Linked DNA regions of Mus musculus: region 2 is linked to region 1. Evidence: chromatin contacts called from public HiChIP or PLAC-seq data. All regions are on one chromosome and are shown on one strand. Each heading gives the region's core, a stretch centred on a gene start, on an enhancer-like site or on the middle of the called end of the contact. The rest is flanking DNA. Distances are from core to core; before and after follow the strand shown. Region 1 has its middle 13 kb from the start of Gm37004. Region 2 overlaps Itprid2 (ITPR interacting domain containing 2).

Evidence for each region. HiChIP or PLAC-seq counts read pairs in DNA pulled down with a chosen protein or histone mark.
Region 2: a CTCF HiChIP or PLAC-seq map of large pre-B cells shows a contact between it and region 1, with 9 times the contacts expected there. The contact joins two enhancer-like sites. A contact is called at or near these places in 2 of 15 datasets of contacts at CTCF or cohesin (the NIH/3T3 cell line and large pre-B cells), 6 of 484 Hi-C or Micro-C datasets (B cells, the HL-1 cell line, Th1 cells and 2 more) and 1 of 115 datasets of contacts at active chromatin or transcription factors (CD8 T cells).

The regions. Positions count from the first base shown.
Region 1 is chr2:78,957,540-78,960,937 of GRCm38.p6, reverse strand. No RefSeq gene overlaps it. Among named protein-coding and RNA genes, the nearest start is that of Gm37004, 13 kb to the left of the region's middle. Within about 2 kb of position 1,322, at least 37 of the 459 cell types and tissues checked have an H3K27ac peak or open chromatin away from gene starts, as enhancers often do.
Region 2 is chr2:79,668,157-79,671,843 of GRCm38.p6, reverse strand. It overlaps Itprid2 (ITPR interacting domain containing 2), which reads right to left. Exons shown (of 18, transcript NM_080558.4): 17 at 997-1,114; 18 at 1-85. The coding sequence ends at 1,010. Among named protein-coding and RNA genes, the nearest start is that of Itprid2, 35 kb to the right of the region's middle. Within about 2 kb of position 2,038, at least 5 of the 459 cell types and tissues checked have an H3K27ac peak or open chromatin away from gene starts, as enhancers often do.

The DNA of each region.
Region 1 (3,398 bases), core at 73-2,572:
TGGAGCAGGGTGCCAATGGGCTCATCATCTTAGGGACTGCTTCTCTTAACTCCGTGTTTTGTTGAATGCAAGTCGGTGATTATTTTTGCCTTCCCTTATGTGTGAATGAATAACAAGAAACCATCTCCTTTTAGTTAGACAGCAAATGTCTTAAATGAAGCCTTCCAGGTGTAACAGTTTAACAATGTTACTACATAGCAGATCATAGAGTTTCACCAGGGCATATTAAGTGGTAAGAAAGCCTTATTACTATCCAAACCTTTCAGATAGTTTAGCTAAAATGTTAATCTTTCTTTTTTTCTTTTTTACTAAGTCAGGCAACCCTGATGCAAATGGGGTGATATGCCTCAACACTGGTCCCCAAAGAAATGACTCATAGAAGCTTTTAAGCGGGAACTTGCTTGCAAGAGCGCCTCTCAGGAAAACACATGCACTTGACAATTGACAGGAACATGCTGTCGCAGAGCAAGAAAGAATCATATAGCCATCCCCACAAACCACATAGAGACACCGCCAAACAGGAGAAGGAATCCACACCCTGTCTGCACAGAACATTTGCAGAGTGGGGTGTGGAGCGTGGGGGAGAGGGGCTGAGCACACAGCCTTGCATTTAGCTGGTTTTCAAGAGTTTAAAATGCTAAGCTTAGCATGTAGCTCTATAAGCAAATGCCCTTCAATGTCACAGGATTCTTTTCTTCTGTGATTTAAGAAGAATTTACTGATACAAACATTCACAGCCCAGATTTCCATGCATTCCCCACAGAGAAAACATATACTTCCCAAAATCAAAAATTATGCAGTGCACGCATAGAAAAGTACTTTTGTCACAAATTCCAAGATATTAAAAATACATTTTATACATTGAGATGATGATGGATGATACAGGTTTGTATGAATCTCTGAACTGCAGTGGATCGGGCTAACCAGAGTAAGTAGCTGCCTTTTGTCATTGTAGGAGATCGCTAGGGAACTACTATTTCTTCATAAAATTCAGTCAACTAAATAAAGCAAGATTATAAATTCTAAGTGGTCTCAACTGCAACATCGTAGGTTCTGTAAATCAGTCAAGAATATAAGCAAGCACTTAAAATCACTCAGGAAACCTAACAGATGCCTACTGAAGAGTTAATCCGTGCAAGCAATGAGCATTCTAAAAACAGTCTCACCATCAACATAAAGTGGTCCACGGCAGCTGCTATAAAAGCCCAACATCAGTGTTATGTTGGCTCAACTACTAAGCAGCGACCACAGTGATGTCCCTTAGGAGGCATTTGAGGGCCCAAGTGTACAGCAATTTAAAAACTAAGCAGGAAATCAAAACTAATACCTAGTCTGTTTACAAAATATTTCTCCCTGTGTGCTTGTACCACCATCTAGTGGTTACATAGCTCTCAACCTGATCATTAATAGGAAAGTAATCTGGAAGAAGAGGAAAGGAAAGAAGAAAGAGGGATAGAAAAAAGAAAACAGGAGAAAAATGAAAAAGAAAACAGGGAGAGAAAAGAAGAATATAAAAAACAAAACTACATATACATATAATTTCCAGATCATAAAAAAGGAAATGCAGAAAACCCATGGCTAATACCAGTTAAAATGAAGATGTTATTTTGAATCATTTGCATGGTGTATTTCTATAGATATGATAATTTTACAATCGACATAACAAATGTCTGGATTTTAAAATACAGCTGAATTTGTAAGGACTTATCTCACAACTTAGAACCTGCAGGAATGTTTGCCTGTGTGTCTACAGATATGAACACAAGATCATATGGTTGTTTGAATACCGTCATTGTTGGTAAGTAGAGCTCTTTACATAAAGCATGGTATATTCATAGAGTAAGGCACCAAGCTGGCCTTTATGGTTAATACAGAACCATCTCTGTTAGTTATTGGAGGAAAAGCAGTTACATGGAATGATGTGTTTTCCAGTTTATCACTTCTATAGATCATATATAATGTACATGTGTACCATGACAGGAAAGACCCAGGGGTCTAAATGAGTTGGAAGGCAAAGATGAAAAGAGATACACTATAGCTTAAATTATATGAATGCATTAGGTATTCAAGACTAAATGTATTTTAAATCTAGAATATCTGCATGATTAAAAGAAATCGCCACCTGTGGCAGTTTTAAGACAATAAAATCTCACTGGCAGTTTTCCATAGGAAGAAGCATATGGAATATTTTTATATAAGTGTACATTTATTATAAAATGACAAAGATTGAAGCTTCACTTTTTCCAGAGAAACAGAAATTCAGGGGTCTGGAAACATGGCTGAACAGTTAAGAGCACTTGCTGTTCTTGCAGAGGATCTGATTCAGTTCCCAGCACATACATAGCAAGCAGCTCACAGACATGAGTAAGTACAGTTCCAGGAGATCTAACACCCAACTCTGGCCTCTACAGGTACCAGGCATGCACGTGGTGCACAGACACACATGTAGGCAAAACTCTCATACACATAAAATAAAACAAATAACTTTTTAAAAGAAGACATTCAGTAATCCAAAGGAGCAAGGTTATCTGTAAATGCCATAGAACCAGGTGATGAAAAATTGAAACTATGTTACCCCCAGTCTTGATGTGGAGAGCCTGGCCGAGGCACATTTGTGTGAGGAGATTCAAGGTGTTAGGACTTCAGTTCCTGGCTACAATGATTAGGACCGGGAAGGGAGGGCACTGGGACAGCAACAGCTAGCAAGCCAGTGACTAAAGGTAGGATTGGGCTCCATGAATTAAAAACAATAAAAAGAGACCATGGCATGAGGAGGAAGACCTTTTTGGGGGTAGAAAGATACGGGGAAGATTAAAGGAGGACATGGGGTGGAAATGCTCAAACTATACTGTGAAAAGGGACTAGAAAGATGGCCCAGGTGTTAAGAGCATTGGCTGCTTTTGCAGAACCTGATTTCAGTTCCTAGAACCCACATGGCAGCTAATACCATGGATCAAGCAAGTTACAAGGGATTCAACACTATTTATTTTAACCTCAAACATAAAAAGGGTTCTTGTGGTGCACATACATACAGGCAAAACACTAACCTCAGACACATAAAATAAATATATACAAAATAATAATGATAATAAGCAGAAAGGGTGGGATCGGTTATGAGACAGAAGCAGCAGAGATTTGTAGAAGGAGGTGTTCAACGGTTGGTTCAAGGATGCGATCAACATGGGTGTGGTTTGCCTTTCACAAAGGACTTTAGGTCAGATCTTCTAAAGGCCTGTGTGTGCTTCCATAGCCACAGCGAACTAAAGACACTGGCAAGAGGAGAGCCATGGAAGACCTCCGTGTGTTTTTCATTCATGAAGTAGAAATGCTTAATTGTATATACTATCCTTTCTTTATGGTCCAGGCACTCCTGTCATCATCATGGAGGCTTTATGCCA
Region 2 (3,687 bases), core at 789-3,288, 710 kb before region 1:
AAATATCTTCCATAGGACAAACAACACCTCCACCAGCATAAATCACTGACAATGCCTATATTAGTTAATGGGATCCATCTCAACCCTAAAAAGAAGGAAAAATGAATATTAAACATTCTTTAAATACTATTTTGAAAGTTCTTTAAAACAAATGTGAAAGTTATTCAAATAAATCCATATATATGGCATAGATGTTTCTCTATCTATCTATCTATCTATCTATCTATCTATCTATCTATCATCTATCCATCCACTTAATATATATATATATATATATATATATATATATATATATATATATACATACACAATTTTCTGGGTGTTATACATTTTTGAAAGTTAATAATTTTACCCTAGGTTTTGAAAAGAAATTGTATGATTTGCTAAGACATAATATTTATAAAATATTTTCTTACTTTTCATAGCTGAAATTATATATCAACATTTTTCATAACACTGAATAAACACCTTCAGCTTTGAAAGTGTTGTACACATTATTATTCCTTGGTGTGTTCAATAAACATTGCTATTAATAAAATATATATATAATTTATAAAATACAGTTATAGCTATTATTGTAGTAAGTCACATAAAACAATCCTTAATAAATTATGATTAGAAATGGATCTACAGAATATCTATTCAAATGACAAAAATAATAAGGTAAGGCATTAAAATTTTTTGACTAATTCTCAAATTCTTGCCCACACATTGTACATTTGAAATACAATTTAATTAATATTAAAGTAAGATTCTGGTCTACAGTCCAACTCCAGGATTTATTTACTATAAGGACTTTCTATGTAAGAATACACTGCAGGCAATTCTGTTCTTAAATTGAATTGTTTATACATATGGGTTGCATATGGTTTTCATACTGTAGGACAACTATGACATCTATTTTAAAAATACAAGTTTAGCTAGTTCTAACAGCTTCCCTAAGAAAGCAAAGACTTGTGAATCAAGTGTCAATGTGTAAGACATGACAAACGTTACCGAAGGCGTCCGCTCAGTGGCTGTCCTGCTTAGGACCAGGTGCTTTACTTGAAGACACTGCTGCCAAAAGTCCACTTACAATTTCTCGTCGAATTTCCCCAACAATAGACTCTTTAATCTACAATGGAAAACGAAAAATATGCATTGAACAATATGACCACGCTATTTTTCCTGTTTTCAGATAAAGTACATACCGCTTAATTGTGGCAGTCAGCTAAATCACAGAAGGCCACAGTGTACAAGTGACAAGCACAGAAGAGACACCTGGTAGGAAAGCCCACCCCCTGTGTCACATCAGAGTCCTGTGTAGCACAACCCAGCCGAAGGCATTACGAAAAAAATCACTTTACGTCTTTTTTTTTTTTTTAATTATTTTGGTTTTTTTTTGAGACTGGGTTTCTCTGTGTAACTTTGGCTGTTCTGGACCTTGCTCTATAGACCAGGCTGGCCTTGAACTCACAAAGACCAAGCTGTCTCTGTCTCCTGGGTCCTGGGATTAAAGGCATGTGCCACCATTTCCTGTGCCATCACAATTCTTTGGGAAAGTATGATAGAGCTTCTCATAAGTCACTTCGCACAGCAGCCTGCGGACTAAATGTGAGGCTGGCAGGAAGTCAGCAGGACTCATTCCTGTTCTTAATGCTAAGAAAACCTGTAAGTGGCAAAGCAAGACTCAGGCAGAGATGCTCTGCCTGTTTCTACCAACTAAAAACAGAATATCTACACAAGTTTAACCTAACACACATTTTCAGTAGACAGAAGACAATCTCATTTAGTGATACTCAAAGTTTAAATATTATAACATACATCAAACAGCCCTTTGCTCTACTTTTTTTTTAGTGTTACTTGTCACCTGCTGCCCTTGTCTCCTGTCTCACTTAGGTAAGAACTTTCACCTTCAGTTGGGGAAGTGGCTGAGTAAGTGTAGTGCTTACCATGCAAGCAGGCGAATCTGAATCTGATCCCCAGAACCCATGGGAAAAACAAAACAAACGAAAAACAGGAAAGCGAAAACCTCAGTGACATGTGCTTATAATTAGACACTGGGGAGGCAGAGCCAGGTGGCTCTGGAACTGAACTTGAGGTCAGTGAGAGACCCTGTCTCATAAAGCAATGTACAAGCCTCTTGAGGATGCCATCTGAGGTTATCCTCTAGCATCCACATGCATGCACACATCCATGCACAAATAAACACCCATACATGCACATACACACAGAGAAAGTATACATCTCATTTTATGGCTGAAAAAAGTCAGACAGATGGGCAGGCACCAATCCCAACACTATTACTAATACTCTGTTATACTTGTAGACAGTAACCTAGCTAGCATACCTGATCTCAGAGAGGCTGTACCCAACAGCCAATGGAAACAGAGCAGAGACTCACACCCAAACAGACGGAACTTGGGGATTCTTACAGTTAGGAGAAAGACTGAGGGACCCAAAGAGGACAGCAAAGACCAACAAAGTTAACTATCCTGGACCCTTATGGGCTCCCACAGACTGAATCACCAACCAAAGTGCAACCACAGGCTGGACTTAGGCCCCCTGCACCTATGTAGTAGATGAGCAGCTTGGCCTTCATGTGAGCCCCCCAAACAACTGGAGGAAGGACTGTCCCTGAGCCTGCTGCCTGCCTGCTACCTGCCTGCTGCCTGCCTGCCTACCTGCCTGCCTGGCTGTGAGCCTTTGTCTGGCCTCAGTGGGAAAGAATGTGCCTAGTCCTGCAGCAACTTGAGGTGGGGGATGGATGGAATGGGGTGTTGAAAAATGTAAAATAGAGAAAAAGAATAAAACAAACAAACAGACAGAGACAAAATCACATAGATATGAGGCAGCAATCACGTCCAGATATCTAAATGCTAAATACTACATGCCTTCTTCCTCTCTTGCTTTCCAATGATATAGCTTCACCTCCAAATAGCTCTTTGTAAAGGCTTTTTTTATTAGATATTTTCTTTATAAACATTTCAAATGCTATCCTGAAAGTCCCCTATCCTGCTCCCCTACCCACCCACTCCCACTTCTTGGCCCTGGCGTTCCCCTGTACTGGGGCATATAAAGTTTGCTAGACCAAGGGGCCTCTCTTTCCAGTGATGGCCGACTAGGACATCTTCTGATTCATATGCAGCTAGAGACACGAGCTCCAGATGGTACTAATTAGTTCATATTGTTGTTCCACCTATAGGGTTGCAGACACCTTCAGCTCCTTGGGTGCTTTCTCTAGCTTCTCCATTGGGGGTGTACATTTCCTGGAGTAAATTGATAATGCATTCCCAAATTAGCACTGTGCTACTCTCAACCAGCTCTTAAAAATTCTACATTTCCACAGTTTCCTGTCAGCCTCATCTATTTCCTAAAACGTTCCTAAATACATCCTGAAAACACCTCAATTGGAGTTTTTCTCAACATGGCTGTGCTATGGAAAAACGGTACATAACACATAGACTTCTATATGATTCTTCACAGAAGCAGAATAGGGCTGGAGAGATGACTCCATGGCAAAAGGCTAGGCTCATAACTAAAAAGGCAATAGAAACAAAACCGCCCTTTGCTGTCGATCATCATCTGCCCTGCTGCACATGTAAACAAATATCAGATCTGAAGTTTACCTTCTACCATCATTTGTGAACATTAAATAACACAGGGTTTCAGATGTATTGTACTTGAGATCCATTTTAAGTAGGTATA